Linked DNA regions of Mus musculus: region 2 is linked to region 1. A link is a contact called in public HiChIP or PLAC-seq data. All regions are on one chromosome and are shown on one strand. Each heading gives the region's core, a stretch centred on a gene start, on an enhancer-like site or on the middle of the called end of the contact. The rest is flanking DNA. Distances are from core to core; before and after follow the strand shown. Region 1 has its middle 19 kb from the start of Gm32893. Region 2 has its middle 66 kb from the start of Gm33286.

The links. HiChIP or PLAC-seq counts read pairs in DNA pulled down with a chosen protein or histone mark.
Region 2: a contact with region 1 is called in an H3K4me3 HiChIP or PLAC-seq map of embryonic basal ganglia, with 5 times the contacts expected there. The contact joins two enhancer-like sites. A contact is called at or near these places in 1 of 15 datasets of contacts at CTCF or cohesin (large pre-B cells), 7 of 484 Hi-C or Micro-C datasets (CD4 T cells, CD8 T cells, nephron progenitors and 2 more) and 4 of 115 datasets of contacts at active chromatin or transcription factors (VIP interneurons, embryonic basal ganglia, large pre-B cells and 1 more).

Annotation. Positions count from the first base shown.
Region 1 is chr4:33,547,555-33,551,437 of GRCm38.p6, forward strand. No RefSeq gene overlaps it. Among named protein-coding and RNA genes, the nearest start is that of Gm32893, 19 kb to the right of the region's middle. Within about 2 kb of position 2,252, at least 21 of the 459 cell types and tissues checked have an H3K27ac peak or open chromatin away from gene starts, as enhancers often do. A contact at or near this core is called in VIP interneurons and embryonic basal ganglia, where this site is marked.
Region 2 is chr4:34,239,953-34,243,835 of GRCm38.p6, forward strand. No RefSeq gene overlaps it. Among named protein-coding and RNA genes, the nearest start is that of Gm33286, 66 kb to the right of the region's middle. Within about 2 kb of position 1,934, at least 23 of the 459 cell types and tissues checked have an H3K27ac peak or open chromatin away from gene starts, as enhancers often do. A contact at or near this core is called in VIP interneurons and embryonic basal ganglia, where this site is marked.

The sequences.
Region 1 (3,883 bases), core at 1,002-3,501:
GTTTCTGGAAGCCCAGACTGTTTGCAGAGGGTGCCTGGTACTCTTTTGTTCCTAGGACAGGCTCCTTCCCCTGCCTCTCCTCTGCCATGGCAGCCTGTGAGACCTACTACACAGTCAGCCAATATCTTTTGAGCAGTTCTCGGACAGTGGGGCTACAAAGACAGACACACCCAGGGTTCTGTCTTCATGGCTTGCCTTCCAACTGGGGAGCACTGAGGTCAAGTGGGTGCCAACGAAGGTGTGTGGTATGTTGGTGGAGAGCTTCCTGTTGGGTGTGTGTTCACCCTGGACTGGGCTACGCAGTCATTTTTATTTTATTTTTCTGGGGTGTTTTCTTATTTGTATGGATTTCATTGGCCCTTTATACGTAAGGTGGAAAAGGAGTGACCCAGCTGACACAGACGAATATCAGAGAGCTTTCTTTTCATGTTTCTTTTTGAAATTTAATTAACTTTTTCTTTAAGCTCTTAAACATGCACATATTGTATCCTGACTATATTTTCCATACCTCCCTACCCTCCCTTCCCCCTCTCCTGCTTTCTAGAAATTGACCCCTTTTGTCCCCCTTGACATTTTTTTATTTTATATATTTTTATGAGGTATTTTCTTCATTTACATTTTAAATACTATCCCAAAAGTCCCCCATACTCCCCCACTCCCCTACCCACCCACTCCCACTTCTTGGCCCTGGTGTTCTCCTATACTGAGGCATATAAAGTTTGCAAGACCAACCCCCTTGACATTTTAAATTCGACATATATATATGTATACATGATTTTGTGTATTTCTATAAAATCTGAAAACTACAAATGAGAGGAGACATATTATGTGCCTTTCTGTAATTGACTTGATTTGTTTAACATGATCTTTAAAATGCATCAATTTTCTGCATCGCTCTGTTCTTTTGCTGCTGGATATTTTTGCGCGCACACACACACACACACACACACACACACACACACACACACACACTTATTCAGGTCTCTATTGGCAGGCACTTATTTAGGTTGGTTCCATAACTTACCTTTTGTGGATAGTGCTGTAGTAAACGTTGATGTACAACTCTCTTGGGGATGATGTTGACTTGAGCTTCTTTGAATAAATACCCTGAGTTAGTACAGCTGGGTCATATGAGATAGGTGTATTTTCAGGTTTTTTTGAGAGCACTCCATCCTGGGTGGACCAGTTTACATCCCCCCAGCAGTGCCCCAGGCTCCTTTGCCCACATCCTCGCCAGCATTTGTTACTACTTGCTTTCTTAATACTGCCCCCCTGACTGAGGTGAGGTGCAAGCTCCGAGAAGTTTTGATTTGCATTTCTCTGATGCCAGTGTGGTTGGACAGTTTTGTTTGTTTGTTTGTTTTTGAAGATGTCTTCATTAACCATTTGTATTTCATCTTTTGAGAACTGTCTGTTCATTTTGTTAGACCTCTTATTGAAGAAAAGGGGAAAAACAATCTAGCAGACAGATCTGGTCTCCTAGATTGGCAGGGAATGTTATGTAAGGGAGGAATGGATGTGGAGGAGGGAGGGAGAGCGGGTAGTAAAATGGGACATGGGAAGTGGTCTGGTAGCTGGGTGCATTGCTTCCCAGGCCCCCACGAGTCTCATTCAGGGGATTCCTCTGCAGTGGTTGCCTGCTCTTTCTCCTCTGGGTCTGGCTTTCAATGATCTGATTACAGATGCTAGTCCGAGGATGGAGTCTCAGCTGCTCCTCACAGTTTCCTGTTTTTCCTTCAGGGTATAGGCTACAAATGCTGGCTACTTACTCCCTGGGATCCTTTCTGCTGTCAAGGGCAGTGTTGTAGGTGGGCAAATCCCCTGCAGATACAAAATAGCATGGGCAAGTCCCCGGTAGATACAAAGGACTATGGGCAAATCCCCTGTAAATACAAAGTATCACGTGCAAGTCTCCTGTAGAGACAAAGTACCATGTGTAAGTCCCTAATAGATACCTAGTGCCACATGCATGAGCCAGATGGGAAGCATCTTCCCCTTTGTCTAGCTGTGCTCTCCTGGCTGGACAGCACACAGTCCCATGGTACTTGAGTTTCTTAACAACAACCATGACAACAGAGTGCTACCAAGATGCCCATGCGGGCACTTTGTAAAAACAGCATCCTGTTTCTGCTCCATAGAGTACTAAGTACCCAGCCTGTGGACAGTGGCAGCCCCCTACCTCAGCTCCCCGCCACCTCCCACCCTTTTTATTCTCCTAGCACTTCCTTCTGCTAATGTGGCTGCCACTCCAGCTGCAGCCTTTGTTCCAGTTAGAGTGCCTGTTGTTGTAAGTGCAGTGCGGGTTGTGTAAGCTCCCTGGCTCCTGCAGTCTGTGGTGGGAGCTTCTCAAAACGAGCCAGCCACCTTGGAACAGGCTCCTTAGGCTTTCTCTTTTGCCTGTAAAGGTCTCCGCTTTACTTTTCTAAGTAAGGTAGAAAAAAAAACTGCAGGCTTCATCCTCCTTGATTTTGCAGCTCTCCCCAGGAAGAGTCTTGGGCAGACCCTGTCATGCACCATCTCCCCAATTATTTCTATGACAAAGAATTGAGGGCCATAGCTATGACCTGATAGAGCCACAACCGTAGTTCTTCCAAAGTCTAACAGTCGGAGAAGCGTTGTTATTAACTGCAGCCTCAGAGCCGAGGAGGAAGCCAGGAGGAATGCCGGGTCTTCCTTCCTCTGCCTTCTGGCCTGATTGGACCTTCAGTGGTGAGGCGCTCCCACACTGACAGCATCAGTCTGCTTTACTTTGTCCTTATAGATACATTCAGACTAGGGTGCAATCAAATACCCAGCACTCTGTGACTCCGTTGATATAAAATTATTGGGGAAATGGCTAATGGATGGGGGAAATCACAGAGCAGGGTCAGGGATCAGAGGTGTGGGTGTGGGGTAGGGTGAGGTGGCAGTAGAGCATATAGTTCTCAGGCTGGTCCTCAGGGACCACGTGGCTTTTAGCTAAAGCTCTGAAGCAGGCGGAGTAGTAAGCTCAGGGTACTTTAGGGAAAGAGAGTCCCAGGTAGAAGGAACAGCCACAGGTCGGAGCTAGACTGAAGGGCTTAGCATGAGGCAGGAGCTAGGTAGGTGGGAAGGAACAGGGAAATGTTGGTATTGTCCATATGGGTGTGCTTGTGTGTGTGCACACATATGTAGGAGTATGTGCATGTGTGCTCATTTGTGTGTGTGTGTGTTGGCAGAGGTATGCAGATGTTGACGACTATTCTATTTATTTTACCCTTTTTATTGTGAGTGAAACAAAACTGTTGTAAGTTTAATCCGCACTAGTCCTGGATCATTTTGAACTCACAAAAACCTTAAATCTCAGTGAACAAGCTCTTAAAGGGTGGGCCAGTTTTAGGTGTCTAGTATGTGGCTCCAAAGTAGGGAACAGTGCCCTAAATGCCTGTGTGTAGGCTCTGAGGTACAGTGTGGGAGATGGGACCAGCATCTTCAGTGATGCCCAAGGGAGGGCACAAGCAGGAAGAACCACCACAGCACAAGATGCCAGATTCTGCAAGAGAGTCTTGGTCCAGAGGAAAGAGGTCTTAGACTGGACGAGAGGAAATGGTTCAGGAGTAACCAACTCACAGGTACAATACGTCATTTGAGTCTAGAAAAGTGCTCAAGTCTGGTAACCTGGTAACATGAGTGCTATCCCTGAACTCCACATGGTGGAAGTTCCCATGCCTTCTGACCTCCTCCACACATGCACTGTGGCATACATTCCCCACACATGTGCATATAAAAACATACAAAACCCAAACAAATGAGTGTTTCAACGGTTTTGTTTCTTTAATTAATATGACTTTCACGCTAAGTGTCGCGGCACGTGGGGTAGTCCCAGCACTCAGAAGGCTGAATCAGGAGGGCAGTGAGTTCAAGA
Region 2 (3,883 bases), core at 684-3,183, 690 kb after region 1:
TTTTTACAGCAGAAGAAAATGGCAACAGTATCTCATTTTTCTAGGCTGTTTCTGGGCTGTTTGGGTAAAGGAGGCCGGTGACACGTCAGTGTGGTAATTGTTCTCTGGGTAGTTGCCTCTTCTTTCCGAGACATTTTCCCTAGAAGAAGCATTGCTTCAATCTGGTCTTTGTTTTTCTTCATTTTATTTAATCATTCAGTAGCAGCACATTTTTCTTCCCAGTTCAGATTTCCTTCGGAGCTCAGGATAATACCTACGTTAGCAGGTCTTTACTGTGATATACTGAATGCCAGAGGCACTTGTAAGTCCCAAATGGAACGAGGACCAGGAAACACATTTTTGTCAACATTTAGTAAGATGCTGGAAGCCTTCTTAGTGCTCCTTTGTCACACGTTGCCAAGGGGCTCTTGTGACAGGTACCGTGTATCTGATCCGTCCCAAATTTGACCTCACATAGATCATGGCAGCTGCTACCTCAATTCTACGTTCTTTGGAGAATTCACCTGGAAAATAATCCTGACCTAAAGCCTTTGCCTGCCCAGAGAATTCCAGAGAAATAACTCTTAGATTTCAGAAACCATCAAAAAATAGCTTCTTAAGGAGAGGTTGGGTAGCCCTGCCAGGCATACGCTGCAATCCCAGCGCTCCAAAGACTAAAGGAGGCAGAGGAATCCCAAGTTTGAGCTCCAAAGACCTTGCTTTAGATAAATAAGAGATCAATACACTAAAGGTTTTGCCTGCACCTGTCATGACCTAAAGAAGCCAGAGTCTCTTCCACTTGTAAACCTAACCCTACACACCTGACTCTGTAGTGTGGCATTTAAGAAAAAATTGCTGTGTGTGGTGAGACTAAAAGTTCTCTCCTTTCCTGGGCATTGAGAAGAGAATGAATTGAATGGACATAACCTGGTGTCTGTATGGCCATGAACTAATCCCTGGACCTCTTTCTGACATTCAAGGGGGGTGGTGAAGAGACCACGTGTGAATAAATTCACCACGATTGAAAGGGACTTTAAAGTCCTGTGTAGATGATAGGCGTTTCTGTGAGACCCATGGGAACCTGACGTAAATCGAGGAGCCAGCTCCAAACTGAGGATTATCATCACGGAAGAACGTCAGCACTGCAGGATATGAAAAAGCTGTTCACATTGCTCACCAGATCCAGAGAGGAGAAACGGTTCAAATGTGGCTTCAGTTTTAAACCCCGTGTGAGCCCAGATGCTCTCTGAGTGGCTCCACTTCAGCAAACGCCTGCACATTTAAACAAAAGCAAAAAAGATGGAAGCAAGCTGGAACTGGAGAAGAAGCAGGTGCATAAAACAAATGCTGTCGGCATATGTGTGAGCACAAACAGCTCATTGTGCCACCTAAGTCATGAGATTGGCATTTGCAGACACGCACACGCACATATAACTGTAAAATAAAACCTCTTGAACCCACCTGTCTTCAACATTAGACTCATTAGGAAGAGAAACTCTTTATCAAAGCACTAGTCTGTGTATAGGAAAGCCCCCACCCCCACCCCTGGCCCCCAGGGAAAGCAGACTTGTTTTCTATGCCTGAGTGAATGGACCCCTGGCTTTACTGTAGCCTAGGGCAGCTGCTGATCCTTAAGTTACAAGTAAAATGTGGTGTTAATTCAGCCCGTTACAAAGTAATTCAAATTAAGCTATTAAGATGTGGTTGTAATGTGTCCTACAAGAATGGAAGCTATCTTGACAGTAACAACAACAAAAATAAACAAGTTTTCCCCAATTTAATCAACTCCTGGCTCCAGTAATTACAGGAGAAAAATGGCTTTAACGATTGAAAACACATCCACACAAGAGTTTTTCACATTCCAACCCAAGTTAGTTTTTGTTTGTCTGTCTGAATAGCACTTGAGAGCTTCTGACATTGCACAGTGGGAACAGTGTTTTTCTGGACTGGCATCTCCTCTGACACAGTCGTGATGCATGCGGAAGCAACAGTGACTACAGAGCACATGGCCTCCTGTGAGCTTAGACACCAAAGCAGAAAGAAAGGTGAGGAACTCCTTATTCCCAAATATTTCAGTGAAAGAAAGTGTCTGCTCTTTATAGTCCTGTGCCTCTCTTGATGATAATTCTTATCCAACCAAATAGCCATTTATAGCCAAAGACATAGTTGGGGTCGCTGGGATAGAAGTGTTTCTGTATCAGTGTAAACTATCAAGTTCTCGTGGTTCATGGAGGAATCACAGCTGCCTTCACATCACTTGCTCTCTCCACTCCTATACAATCACATACATGCTGCAAACATCATGTCCAAGGATCCAGTGAACCCTGTTTACAGGCGTAGGTTTTGCATGTTAATCATAATGGTAGCCAGTTGCTGTACTACCATCCCAGTACTTGGAAAGCAGAGACAGAAGGATAGAGAACAGGAACTCAAGACCACTTTGGCTACATTTTGAGGTCAGGGCCTGGACTATCTGAGATCCTACCTATCTCAAACAGATGATAGATAGATAGATAGATAGATAGATAGATAGATAGATAGATAGGTGAAAGATAGATAGATGATTGATAGATAGGTGAAAGATAGATAGATAGATAGATAGATAGATAGATAGATAATTGATAGATAGGTGAAAGATAGATAGATAGATAGATAGATAGATAGATAGATAGATAGATAATTGATAGATAGGTGAAAGATAGATAGATAGATGATTGATAGATGAAAGAGATAGATGATAGATAGATAGATAGATAGATAGATAAATAGATGAAAGATACTAGATGATTGATAGATGAAAATACATAGATAGATGAAAGACACATGGATAGATAGATGATAGATATAGATAGATAGATGAAAGATACTAGATGATTTGAAAATAATAGATGATAGATTAGATAGATAGATAGATAGATAGATAGATAGATAGATGAAAGATACATATATAGATGAATGATAGATAATAAGTGATTGATTGATAGATAGATAGATAGATAGATAGATAGATAGATAGATAGATAGATAATATAGTGCTGGAAGGTGACATATAGGCTACTGGAGGATAAAAATGACCACTGTGGATGCTGTGCAATGCCAACCTTCCAAGCAAGATTTGCTATCTGGGCTAACAGTGGCACAGCTAGAGTAAGCACTTTCTTACTGGGTTTGAGGACTGCTCCATAGGGAATACATGCCTAATACATTAACCTAGTCAAGAAGCCTGTGGCTGGGAAGGTCACAGGCTAGAGCGGAGAATCTACTTTTATTGGTTTGTTGAATGGACTTACAACCAGCCTGCCCTTTACATATGTATGTGTATATGCACATACCAGCACTGTCCTCAGCTTCGGACACAGAAGTTTTGTTGTACAGAAATTCAGAGCAGGTTAATGATTTGAGCCTAAGTGACTGGTAAGTGCTCAGTCCTAAATAGGAAATGGATATCGCTCCCTCCCAGACCATAGTAGAAGAAGGTAGAAAAAGAACATAAGAGTTAGAAGATAGGATGGGTGCTAAGAAATTCTGTCTCCTACTTATAGCCACTGAAATTAAGAACACACAGCAACTGTGGATACCTTACAAGATCTACACAAACTGGACCCTTAAACACTCTATCATGGCCATGGGGGAGGTACACGAAGCCCCAGTGTAGGGAGAGGAAGATATAATAGTATTGATGTGGGTACAGCCACAACAAGAACCTCAATACCTCAGTCCCATGGGAGTGCTGAATCCTTCCCTTGGCAAGGATTTGATGGATGAAAAGCCTTCCTTAGGGGTGCCAGTGTAAATAATTGACAAATGTGTACAGAAACTAGTAACTGCAGCTTTCTCCTCCTGGTATTTATAATCTGAGACAGCAGGCCTACAGGGACCTCCTTCTGAGAGAAGCTAACACCTC